Regions from separate parts of the Xenopus laevis genome. Here region 1 is linked to region 2. The links are chromatin contacts, called in public Hi-C maps. All regions are on one chromosome and are shown on one strand. Each heading gives the region's core, a stretch centred on a gene start, on an enhancer-like site or on the middle of the called end of the contact. The rest is flanking DNA. Distances are from core to core; before and after follow the strand shown. Region 1 overlaps pdia2.L (protein disulfide isomerase family A member 2 L homeolog). Region 2 has its middle 45 kb from the start of mprip.L.

The links. A called contact is a pair of places that touch in the nucleus more often than the background predicts.
Region 1: a contact with region 2 is called in a Hi-C map of animal cap, with 8 times the contacts expected there. The contact joins two enhancer-like sites. A contact is called at or near these places in 3 of 4 Hi-C or Micro-C datasets (the XL177 cell line, the XTC cell line and animal cap).

What each region holds. Positions count from the first base shown.
Region 1 is chr9_10L:122,961,537-122,968,112 of Xenopus_laevis_v10.1, forward strand. It overlaps pdia2.L (protein disulfide isomerase family A member 2 L homeolog), which reads right to left. Exons shown (of 11, transcript NM_001090179.1): 8 at 5,516-5,636; 9 at 3,116-3,297; 10 at 1,990-2,079. Among protein-coding and RNA genes, the nearest start is that of pdia2.L, 13 kb to the right of the region's middle. Within about 2 kb of position 2,030, at least 1 of the 7 cell types and tissues checked has an H3K27ac peak or open chromatin away from gene starts, as enhancers often do.
Region 2 is chr9_10L:122,848,110-122,854,676 of Xenopus_laevis_v10.1, forward strand. No RefSeq gene overlaps it. Among protein-coding and RNA genes, the nearest start is that of mprip.L, 45 kb to the left of the region's middle. Within about 2 kb of position 1,457, at least 1 of the 7 cell types and tissues checked has an H3K27ac peak or open chromatin away from gene starts, as enhancers often do.

The sequences.
Region 1 (6,576 bases), core at 780-3,279, 110 kb after region 2:
GAACAAGTCTGTCCTTTATCCCCATGTTTGATTCCAGTGTCATATAATGAAGAGAAGAAAATTACATAATATATATGTACAGTATATATGTAAGATAACAGCAAGATGCCTGATATGGTGCTGGGAATCAGCATTCTCATTGGAGGATCCTCTGAAATGAAGTGGCTTCCAGGCCCTGGACATTTTGGAAATGTTATCAAATTGCCTGAAGAAGCCATTCCTATTGTTGGTGTCCTACAGCTTCTCTTAAAGGGGTTGTTAAGCTTTAAGTTAAGTTTTAGTTGGTTATAGAATGGCTAATTCTAAGCAATTTTTCAATTGGCCTTCATTTTTTCTTTTTTAAGTTTTTGAATTATTTGCCTTCTTCTTCTTCTGATTCTTTCCAGCTTTCAACTGGGGGTCACTGACCCCATCTAAAAACAAATGCTCTATAAGGCTACACGTTTATTGTTATTGCTACTTTTATTCCTCATATTTCCATTTAGACCCTCCCCTAATTATAATCCAGTCTCTTATTCAAATCAGTGCATGGTTGCTAGGGGAATTTGGATCCTAGCAACCAGACTGCTGAAATTACAAACTGGAGAGCTGCTGAATGAAAAGCTAAATAACCCCAAATAATAAAAAATGAAAACAATTGCAAATTATCTCTTAATCTCACTCTCTACATCATAATATAATTTAATTTAAAGGTGAACACCCCCTTTAATAATATGCTGGTACTTACATTTGTGCAACTTTTAGACAATAGTTATTCTAAACGATTCATATCCCCATTAAACCAGTGGCTCTAGATACTTAGTTGTCCAAAAAGAGGGAGGGACTTAAAGGGGCTGTTCACCTTTAAATTAAAGGAAGAGTAACACCAAAAAATTAAAGTGTTTTTAAGTAATAAAAATATCATGTAGTGTTGCCCTGCACTGGTTACATTGATGTGTTTGCTTCAGAGACTCTACTATTGTTTACATAAACAAGCTGCTGTGTAGCAATGGTGGAAATTGAAAAAAGTCTATATGGCACAGGTTAAATAGTGGATAATAGATAACACCATTATGTTCTACAGAGCTTATCTGTTATCTGCTGTGTAACCTGAGTCTTTTCTCCTTTGAATGGCTGCCCCCATTGCTACACAGCAGCTTATTTATATAAACTAAAATAACATTTTTATTACTTTAAATATATTTTAAATTTGTTGATGTTACTGTTCCTTTCATTTGTAGTATGACATAGAGAGTGATATTCGGAGACAATTTGCAATTGGTTTGCAATTTCAGCAGTCTGGTTGCTAGGGTCCAAATTATCCAGGCAACCATGCATTGATTTGAATAAGAGACTGGAATATGAATCGGAGAGGCCTGAATAGAAAGAGGAGTAATACAAAGTAACAATAACTATAAAAGTGTGGCCTTACTGGCATTTGTTTTTTTATATGGGGTCAGTGACCCCTATTTGAAAGCTGGAAAGAGTCAGAAGAAGAAGGTAAATAATTCACAAATTATAAAAAAGAATAAATGAAGGCCAATTGAAAAGTTGGTAAGAATAGGCCATTCTATAAAATAGTAAAAGTTAAGTTAATTGTGAAGCGCCCCTTTAATAAGAATACATCATGTATATGGCAGGAATGAAGGAGGTGGACGTGGGCTGGTTGGAAGAGGCACCTTAGGGTTTGGGAGCAGGTTACCAACCCTCCCATCAGTTCTGAATGGTTTGTCTGGCTAATCTCAAAGTCTAAAGCCGCCCATCATATAGAAATAATTCCTTGTAGATCTTTCCCCAATTTAACCAACATGAGCCACATTAATCCAGTCTAACAGTTTGGGCCAATGACTAGATCACAACAGACCCACTAGGAGAACCCGATGCTTTTGCTCATTGATGGGTCTCCAATCCCTGAGCCCAACCTGCTCCCAGCCTGGCTGTTGTGTGTGCACTTCCCATAGCAACGCGACTGCCCAACAACCGCCCATGTGACCAGAGTCTGGGACTGACCTTTGTCTCTTGCTCGTCGGGCAGCACTCCTCCACTGTCGATGAAGGCCGAAAACAGCTCGACGGTCCTTTCCTTTGTATATTCAATCATCTGGGGATGACAAGTCATTAGTACCATCAAAAACACATTCTATGATAACGGGGCCACAGCAGGGGGGGGGGGCGTAGAGTTCTATCCAGAGATATTCCAATGAGAAGCCAAGTGGCAAACAGGGCAGTGCTGCTTTCCTGGTATTTCTGGACTACAGCTCCGTCTGTCCTTCAACCCCTGAGAATGTGGTGGGATTTGTAGTTTTACAACAGGGTGACCGTGCCTGGAAAAGCTACAAACCCCACGATGCAAATATTTCTCTTGCAATGAAACGGATGCATTGCTATCTGATAAGATTGTGGCAGTTAGAGGGACTAAATGCCATCAGGGGGTGTAATTATAACTACAGAGAAAGCAGACCCTGTGGCTGCAGGGGGTATAGGGGCCCCATATACCTTAATTCATATACGATTTCAATAAATATTAATAAAACTGGTCAACCTCTACCTGAAATATCGGGTTACCCCACTGCATATTATACACATAGATCTGCTGGGGGCCACAGCAAATAGTACAGATTTTAAAGGATAAGTGAACCTTTAAAATAAGTGAATGTAAAATTGATGAGGGGGTACTTTTGTAATTTACATTCATTATTTATTTTCTTTTCATTCCAAGATATTAAAGGAAACATATACTGTTAAAATGAATTAATTTTGTTACAACAGCGCCACCTGCTGGTCATTTTCTGACCAGTCTGACCACCAAGTAGTCAAGGAAGTTGTCAGGAGAAAGAAAGAGGCTGCTCTGATGTTCTTCTGCTTAGGAATAAAATTAGAAACCTTTCTCAAATCTTTCCTAAGCAGAAGAACATCAGAGCAGCCTCTTTCTTTCTCCTGACAACTGTGGGGAAGTGGGGGGGAAAAAGTCACGTGATTTCCCTTCCCACCCCTAATTTACATATGCAAATTAGGATTCAGTTCTGCCAGGCACAAGGATTCGTCCGAATCTGAATCCTGCTGAAAAAGGCAGAATCTAAATCCCGAACTGAATCCTGGATTGGGTGCATCCCTAGTGATATTACGGCTGTTATTACCTTGCGCTCAGGGCCCGCAGGGAAAAACCTCAGGTTGGGGAATCCTCGTACTCTAAGTCCATCAATTTCGTTGGCGGTGGCGTCTATTTTGGCGATGATGACGTTCTCGTGGTCTTTGTATTTTTCCCCTAGTTCCTCCCAGACGGGTTCCATCTCTTTGCAGTGAGAGCACCAGGGCGCATCTGCAGACGCACAAACATGCAATGTGATTGGTGCACAACTGAAACTCACTGGACCTGGGGACAGTGGCGTAATAAGCTCTTGCCAGACCCCCCTGCCAAAAATCTTGAAAGGGACCCGGCGCATACAGACCCCTTCTCTGAACCCACACCCACCATGTTGCTTGAGCATGCGCATCCCTTTGATGCAGCAGGCGCACAAAATTTTCTCGTAGGGAAGCAGAGGGAGGATTTTAGTGCAGCGACTGGGGGTCTGAGTCCTCTATAGTTACGCGCCTGCCTGGGGAGTGACTACAGAGAAAGCAGACCCTGCGGCTTCCGGGGGTGCCAGAAGGTATAGGGGCTCCATGAGGCCCAAAATAATGAGCAATTTTAACATATATTGGTAAAACAGGACAATCTCTAGATATGTTGGGGCCCTACTTAACTTAATTAGCTGTGGGGCCCAGTACAGTAATGTAACTAGAGGGGGGCGGGCCCTGGCGCAGGACGTAAGCCATTTTCTGCCGCCGGAGTCAAAGGCACGCGAGCTGCCGGGAGGCCCTGGCCCAATCGCACCCCCTGCTCCCCCGGTAGTTACGCCACTGGCCCAGTAACATCTCGTTATTCCCCTGCACTGGACCTGCTTTATTTTAGCCCCATTGGGAAAACAGTGTCAAAATCTCCCAATATTGCCCCTATCTCTGCCAATGATACAGTTCTGCAAAGTGCCCCATGCCCAGGGGACAGCTGTTTTGACACCACTTATTTAGCAAAGTGCCATTGTCCTGGACACAATAAATCCATATACTGAGACACATGGTATATTCTCCAGGTGGAGCCCATCATCCCAAACAGGAATTATTCCCAATGCATAAAATCAAAGAAAACATAAAATAAAGAAACAGTGACATCTAGTGTCCATATTGGTTATGCACAAGGGGACAATGGCAACGTTACATTTTGCATAGATTTAATCAGATACCAGAGGGTTTAAGGGGGATCTGTATCTGCTAGAGAGAAGCAAATGTTGCTGCAATGCAATTCCCAGCATACTCCAACCTATTAATGAGGGTTACAGGATTCTGGGAGTTGTAGTATCGCAACATCAGGGATAATAAACTATTTTCTAGTACTCAGCACTGTCAATATCAGCAAACCTGAACTGCCCAGCACTCTCCCTATGCTAGAGAGCAAATAGATGTCTCACGTAGAGTTGGTAGGGCAGACGGTCATGAAGGAGAGGCTCAGAGACCAGTATTGCGGGTCCTGTAATAGGATATAGAATGTCTCTCAATGATTTCAGGCAAATTAAACCCAAGGAGAGCAATAGGGGATAATGGGCACGCACTGGGCAAAATAAAGATGTGACCTATTGAAGGGGTGGTTCTCCTTTAAGTTAACTTTTAGTATGTTATAGAATGGCCAGTTCCAAGCAACTTTTCAATTGGCCTTCATTTTTTTTAATGATCTTGCCTTCTTCTTCTGACTCTTTCCAGCTTTCAAATGGGGGTCACTGACCCCATCTAAAAAACAAATGCTCTGTAAGGCAACAAATTTATTGTTATTGCTACTTTGTATTACTTCTCTTTCTATTCAGGCCTCCCCTATTCATATTCCAGTCTCTTATTCAAATCAGTGCATGGTTGCTAGGGTAGTTTAGCCGAACAAACTGGAGAGCTGCTGAATAAAAAGCTAAATAACTCAAAACCCACAAATAATAAAAAATGAAAAACAATTGCCAATTGTCTCAGAATATCACTCTCTACATTGTACTAAACGTTAACTCGAAGGTGAACAACTCCTTTAAGGCATGCATGTTTTAAAAAACTTGGGATCCCATTCCATTTAGCTGGCAAGGTGGGCAGTGGGCTAATATCCCAGGTCCTCTAACGTGTGGGGCCCCTTCCAACCGAGTACCATGGGGCCCATTGTTTATGAGCTCAGGACACTAACGGAAGATTCCTCTTGCAGGGTATTTATGTTTGGGCCTCCTACTAGGAGAGTGCAGCTGAATGGTTCTATGGAAGGTTTACATCCCTTTCAGAGGACAAGGAGACCCAAACATCAAGGCAGAACCAACACCACCTTCTTATAAGGCTTTTCCAGTCATCCCCAGGGTAGTGTTCTACTGCCCAGACATAGGTCTAAACCTACACTAGGGATGATGGGAAAGGTAAGATGGCAGCATGGAGCCCAACACATAATCCTTCCCTCTCTCCCTTTATCCAGATATACTTACAGAACTCTACAAAGACGTTCTTGGTTTCATCATAAGCCACCTCTTCAAAGTTCTTCCCCACCAGAACCTTCACCGGACTCTTATCCCAATCTTCTGGGATCTCCTCACTCATAAGGTTTTGCTGAATGGTAAAATGGAAAATCACTGCAGTTACACGAGGAACCATGACAAGCCCAGATATCAGACATCCTCTAGACACTTTTACAATTCATATTTCGTTTTCTAGTTTTCAAGCCGTTTTTTTACTACTCTATCATAATCCATTTGGAACAATGGCGTCACCTGCTGGTCACTTAGTCTACAGACGGCAAACCGTTAATTTCCTGGAAAAAGGAAAGTCTTGCAATGTTGCTCTGCTTAAAACTGCCCAGACATGACTCTTCCCTGCTCACTTACTTCATTTTCTTAGCAGGAGAACATCACGAGACTTTCCTTTTTTTCGCAAAGTAAATTTTCAGCCGACTGTAGCCAAAATCAACAGCAGATGGTGAATGTTGTTTCAAATGAATTATATTAGCTGTTTAAAAATGGCTAATATCTTGAAAACTAGAAAATAAATGATGAATTTAAATAGCAAAAGTGCTCAGAAGAGCACTTTGGGCAAGTTTACATTCATTTGTCTTGAGGGTTTATATTTCCTTTAGATATATATATATATATATATATATATATATAGGAGATGTCTTTGTAGGTTCCCTGATCTTCACTGATATTGGGCTGATCGCCCTTGGGCTGGTCCAATAATCCCTATGAATAAGGTACAGCATATAACCCGGCCTTTTGTTGGATTGAACTGCTCTTTGTTAGGAATACACCCCTTCATTTTATCAACACAGCTTTATCCACGTGAGATCAATGTTGAAACCTGACAGAAATCCTGTAATCCAATAAGAACAATCAGATAATACTGGCAGAGGAGATCTGCAGGGAGCTAGATTTATCATTGCCGTAACATAAGCCATAGGCACCAAAATGAAAACATATGGATTTCAGCTCTAAATTCTCATCACTATTCCATGAAACAGGATGGGGGGAGGTTGAGGAACACAAACACACACAAA
Region 2 (6,567 bases), core at 207-2,706:
AGTTGTTCCCTATCATTCAGCATGGGAGGACGGTATCTTTCTGTATTGTGCAAATGAAATAAACACTGCCCCTTTCATTGACTGAACTTGATTCCGGTACCTCTAACAAGGAGGACGAGAAGGGAAGATCCCATTGATTGGGTATTATGTCATCAACTGCTGTTAATTAGCCTCCTGGGGCAGTTTCCTAAGGCAACAGAAGGCAAATCCAGCAATAAACGTGGCCAGTGCTATTCCCCACGTTCACATAGAAATAATTGCTCCATTATGCTGCCCCACTGTACCTGTGGCAACCAATCACCATGTAGCCAGTGGATTTTAATTGCTAATAATAATAATAATAATAATAACTGCTTCCTATGGGATAGTGCACTGGTGCCATTTGCAATCAAAAAAGACATATGTCATCATTATCTGGTTGCTATGGAATTCGCTTCCCTGACAACCAAAAACCGTTTGCTTCATGAGGCTGCGATATCTTTCTATTCAGACGCTTTATCCTTCCAGTCTCTTAATCGAACTACTGCGTGGTTTGAAGACCAACTGCAAATTGTCTCACAATATCACTCGCTGCATCATGCAGAAGGTTAATTGAAAGGTGACGTACAACTTTTAAGGGGTTATTCATCTTGAAGTTAACCTTTAGTATGCTATAGAGCAGGGGTCCCCAACCTTTTTTACGCGTGAGCCACATTCAAAAATAAAAAGAGTTGGGGAGCAACACAGGCATGCAAAAACTTAATGGGGTGGCAAATAAGGGCTGTAATTGGCTATTTGGTGGTCACTATGAGGACTGGCAGACTACAGGAGGGTCTGTTTGGCATTACACCTGTTTTTTATACAACTAAAACTTGCCTCCAAACCTGGAATTCAAAAATAAGCTCCTGCTTTGAGGCCATTGAAAGCAACATCCAAGGGGGTTGATGAGCAACATGTTGCTACGAGCTACGGGTTGTGGATCACTGGTATAAAGAGGGAAATTCTAAGACAATTTGCTATTGGTTTTGAATTTGTTGGCTAGGGTCCAAATTGCCCTGGCAACTATGCATTGATTTGAATAAGAGACTGGAATATGAATAGGAGAGGCCTGAATAGAAACATGAGGAATAAAAAGTAACAATAACAATGCATTTGTAACCTTACAGAGCATTTGTTTTTTAGATGGGGTCACTGATCCCCCCCACCCCCATTTGAAAGCTGGAAAAATTTAGAAGAAGAATATGTTAAAAAAAATGAATATAAATAGTGAAGACCAATTAAAAAGTTGCTTAAAATTGGCCATTCTATAACATATTAAAAGTTGCCTTATAGATAAACCATCCCTTTAACACCTTTGTCTGGGAGTTGTGCAGGGTCCGACTGGCCTGGCGGGACACCGGGAGAAAATCCAGTTGGCCCTGGCACTCACTGGGCCAGACCCCCTCTCCCTATTTCCTATTTAAAAAAAAACAATTTGAGACGCAGTAGTGGGGCCAGGGGGGTCTGGAGGGGGGCCCCGGACAGTATTCCCGCCAGGCCCCGGGCCCCCCGCTTGACCCTGGAGTTGTGAAACTGATTTCCACCAAATGAATTGTCGTGAGCTTTGCCATGCCGGAAAAGACCCAGTTTACACCCCTACTGATGCCACAAATACACAATTTACCAATGCAATACTATTGTGGGCTCCCACTATTACCCTGGAGTTTGTTGGTTGGAGCAGACATTGTAGGGCCGGAAGTGTGACTGCGCCCTTGCCCAGGCCCATATTTCCTGCACAGGGAGCCCCAAGGTCTTGTGGTCCTAGAGCCGGCCCACCTACCTTCATGTGTGCAACACCCCCCTTCCCCCCATGAGTGCATGCGCTAGAGCACTGGGGAGCTGTATTTCCCTAGTTCTCCTTAGAATGCAGCTAGGTGGCATACTGACCCTAAAATTTTGCTGCCCCTAAAATTTTGCCGCCATAGGCACTGGCCTTTATGGTCTGAAAACAAATCTTGGCCTGCCCTTGCCCATTCCCCCATAGGGCCCACATTGGACACCATTAGGGTTGCCATCTGACCCTGTTTTTGGAAGAGCTGCCCGGGTGAAAAGTGCCTGCCTGGACATGGACTGGACATTTAAGTGAATTATATGGCGATCAGCCAATTGCCCCCTAAGTTCAACCCCCTAAATCACCCGCCCAGCCCCCTATGTCATCTGTTCCACCCCTGACATTACAGACCCACCCCCAACATCACCACCTCGCCCCCCAACATCACCGCCCCCCAACATCACCAACCTGCCCCGACCACCCAGCCCGACCCCTGCCCATTTTCACAAAACAATTAAGGTGGCAACCCTAGACACCATCCTGACAACATGAAAACTGGCTGGTAGGAGAACCGAGCCATATACGTGTGTCCTGGGGTGGGGGGCCCAGCAGCAAACTTTGCACCCAGCCCCATAGTAACGTGATTAGGGGAAACAGACCGATCATTTTGCTTGTAAAATAATCTTGATTCAATGCATTGTTGCACTTTTTATTACATGTAAATACAACAGGCTGCATTAGTATTCCTCTGCGTTACTGGCTCTTTAATAATGGAAAAAAAACAGTATGTGATATAATTAGCTAATTAGCAGGTATTGTTTCCGGAGGCTCAGGGGGCAGAGAGAGAGAGAGGGAAAATCAATATTTTTTTAGCCTGTGACCTTATCATGCTGATAATATGGTGTGGGGCTGCGCAGAGCATCCGACTTTCCCTTTAGTATTATAGGCAATGGCAACAATAACCCGGGGACTGGCTATAATCTTACCCAATACACACAAGCGCCATTGTCATCCTTTAACCATTTCCCGTATTCACGTTAAACACTGCAGGAAACGCACGCGATTGGGAATAAAGCTTAAACAACAGGCCGGGGTCACGTTACAGCCAACAGATGAGCCTGAGCCTGTTTGATCGACTTGGACTCCTGCTGTATAGAAATGTGTTCAAACAACAGGTGGGGCCTCGAACAGAATCCTCGACATCCTTTAAATCCCTCAACATGTTAATTATGGATGCCCCCAGAGAGCCGACCCTAAAAGTCATTATGCTCAGCTCACTCTTTCACTATTTACATCATTCATGGGTCACAAGGATGCGCCACTGGATAAAATACTATAAAAAATTATAAGGCCCAAGTTTCCTTATTTTACTGATTAATTAATTTCTATGCACTTCTACTGCAAATATATAGAGGTTTCATATATAATATATATTTTGAAATTGCAGCGGAGATGTTTACTTTGCCTTGCAAACCTTTCCTATCTCAACTAGTCCGGTAACTGATCATGTTACTGGTTCATAATCCGGTGGACCATTGTGCTAGAATTCTCTGTTATACAGATAGCTAGAATCTCAGCTGCCATAAAGCAGGACAGGACTGCTGCTTACAATGGGGATCAGATAGGATCTGTGGGACAGAATGCTCTGTTATACAGATAGCTAGAATCTCAGCTGCCATAAAGCAGGACAGGGCTGCTGCTTACAATGGGGATCAGATAGGATCTGTGGGACAGAATGCTCTGTTATACAGATAGCTAGAATCTCAGCTGCCATAAAGCAGGACAGGACTGCTGCTTACAATGGGGATCAGATAGGATCTGTGGGACAGAATGCTCTGTTATACAGATAGCTAGAATCTCAGCTGCCATAAAGCAGGACAGGGCTGCTGCTTACAATGGGGATCAGATAGGATCTGTGGGACAGAATGCTCTGTTATACAGATAGCTAGAATCTCAGCTGCCATAAAGCAGGACAGGGCTGCTGCTTACAATGGGGATCAGATAGGATCTGTGGGACAGAATGCTCTGTTATACAGAGAGCTAGAATCTCAGCCATAAAGCAGGGCAGGGCTGCTGCTTACAATGGGGATCAACTAGGATGTGACCTCTCCTTACAAGATCCATCCCTGTCATGACTTTAGATGGAGCATTGGATGATCCAAAAACTCCATTATGATTCCAATCAGAATCCATGATGTGAATGACTAGTCATAGGGCCACTAGATACATGTATGGCCGCCTTATGTCAACCCTATGAACAGCTTTTGTTTCGCTGACTCCTAATATGTTTTATATATATATTATTTATTATATTCTGAAAGAATCTCACTGATGGGAATCCGACAGTGAGGCCCCCTGGCATTGGAATACATGTTGTGCAAATGTTTAGCCCATTCCCCTAATCTCAATGTATAATTAATACTAATCAGTGCAGCATAGCGGGCGAGCCTGACATTTTCACACGTCTGTTAGTTCTCTGGAAATCCCACAGCTTGTTATAATGCAAAGAAAAGGTGTTTTAACATATTACTGACCAGGCTAATTGTTCCTGTTAATTGGGTTTCCATACATTATTTACATTAATGAGTAAGCGCTCTCCCACAAGAGCTTTCCCAACAGCTATAAAGAAAGCCTACATTATTATATATATTACAGTATATAAGTACTATTTCTGCCACTGCTCTAGTTTAATTGCCTTTCAGCAGTGATCCCCAAACTGTAGGCCAGGGTTCCTGGGTACCCCTGGAACTATAGCAGGGTGACTGTTACCCCAATGTTTCTATATATCTGTAACCTTGTTATGAGCTAAGGGGGCCCAGCCTGAAGGTCAGTTAGGGTGAGATTTGGGGTGAGTGCTTATTTGTGCCCTGGGTACCCCTGGAACTATAGCAGGGTGACTGTTACCCCAATGTTTCTATATGTCTGTAACCTTGTTATGAGCTAAGGGGGCCCAGCCTGAAGGCCAGTTAGGGGGAGATTTGGGGTGAGTGCTTATTTGTGCCCTGGGTACCCCTGGAACTATAGCAGGGTGACTGTTACCCCAATGTTTCTATATATCTGTAACCTTGTAATGAGCTAAGGGGGCCCAGATTAAAGGACAGTTGGGGGGGAGATTTGGGGTGAGTGTTTATTTGTGCCCTGGGTACCCCTGGAACTATAGCAGGGTGACTGTTACCCCAATGTTTCTATATATCTGTAACCTTGTTATGAGTAATGGGGGCCCAGCCCGAAGGTCAGATAGGGGGAGATTTGGGGTGAGTGCTTATTTGTGTCCTGGGTACCCCTGGAACTATAGCAGGGTGACACCCCAATGTTTCTATATATCTGTAACCTTATTATGAGCTAAGGGGACCAGCCTGAAGGTTAGTTAGGGTGAGATTTGGGGTGAGTGCTTATTTGTGCCCTGGGTACCCCTGGAACTATAGCAGGGTGACTGTTACCCCAATGTTTCTATATATCTGTAACCTTATTATGAGCTAAGGGGACCCAGCCTGAAGGCCAGTGAGATTTGGGGTGGGTGCTGATTTGCTGCTACCCTTCCAGAGGGTCTGAACCTGCTTTATGCCTGAGCTATTTATAACAAAGCTGTAAGACCAAATATTCTGATATTTTAACTATATAATATATAGTTAAAGAATAAATTGGTACGAAACATGGGCATGTGCCAACCTATTGCCATGCTTGCTTACACACTGGCATTACTGCACTGCACGCCAGGCTTGCCAGACTACAAAATTTAAAGGAGAACTAAATCATACAATCGATATGGCTGTATGTTATATAGAACGAACTGTACCAGCCGTAAGTTCAGCAGTCCTATAACAGTAACGATGCCCATCTTGGATCTTATTAATCCATCTTTTGTCTGTCAGTGGCACTGCACATGCTCAGTGGGCTCAGGGCCAGGGCCATTACTTGGGGTATGCAGCATAGGCATGTGCTTTGGGTGCAGGTGGGGTTAAAGTAGATTCTGTAAGAGTGACAATGTCACTTGTATCATATGACACAAGGACATTTATTGTAACTCCTTACTTTAAAATAGGAGGAAATTTAATGGCCCCGGAACTCCCCAATGACTTATCATGTCCATCGAATGTATAGCAAGGAGAAATATGTTTGTATTCTTCTTTTTTCCCTAGTGGTGATAAGATTATAAAGTGAGTTTTATTCTCTTTCCCCTCAATCTATTTCTGTAGGCTGATAATTAAATGGCAGCAAATGTTAATGTAATATCCCCCCATAGATTGAGAGATGTACCTGCAGGGGCTTTTATTTAAAGGCATGAGCTGAATCCATTATCCCGTCCCGCTGAGAGCTGGAGCCCCCAGTAAACAGGCAAGCTGCAGAAAACACTAACACAAGGTGACATTTATTTATTCATTCCTGCAGGGGAATGTGAGCTAAAACATTAGCTTTTAGGGGGGAAAGGTGCAGAGATTCCATTCTGAATATAGCATTCCGTACAGGCCAGATTTTAACCTCTTTTTCAATGCAGTAGTTTTATATATATTGTTGTTGATTTTTTGGTCAGTGAAAGATGAAATCAATATTTGAGACTGTAACCAATCAAACCCATCGGTTCAGTGAATGATCCTCTTTGGTAAGAAATCATATTATGGCAAGCGATTACTGGTCTTCAGATTTTGGGAAATAAAATCTCTGAAAGTAACATGCCCAAACTAGTACTACCAAATAAAGTTGTCCTCCGTCGTAAGTAGGCAGAGGAGGGAAGTGGAGCTGACAGTCGCTTGACTTCATGTCCCTAGATCTGAGATGGT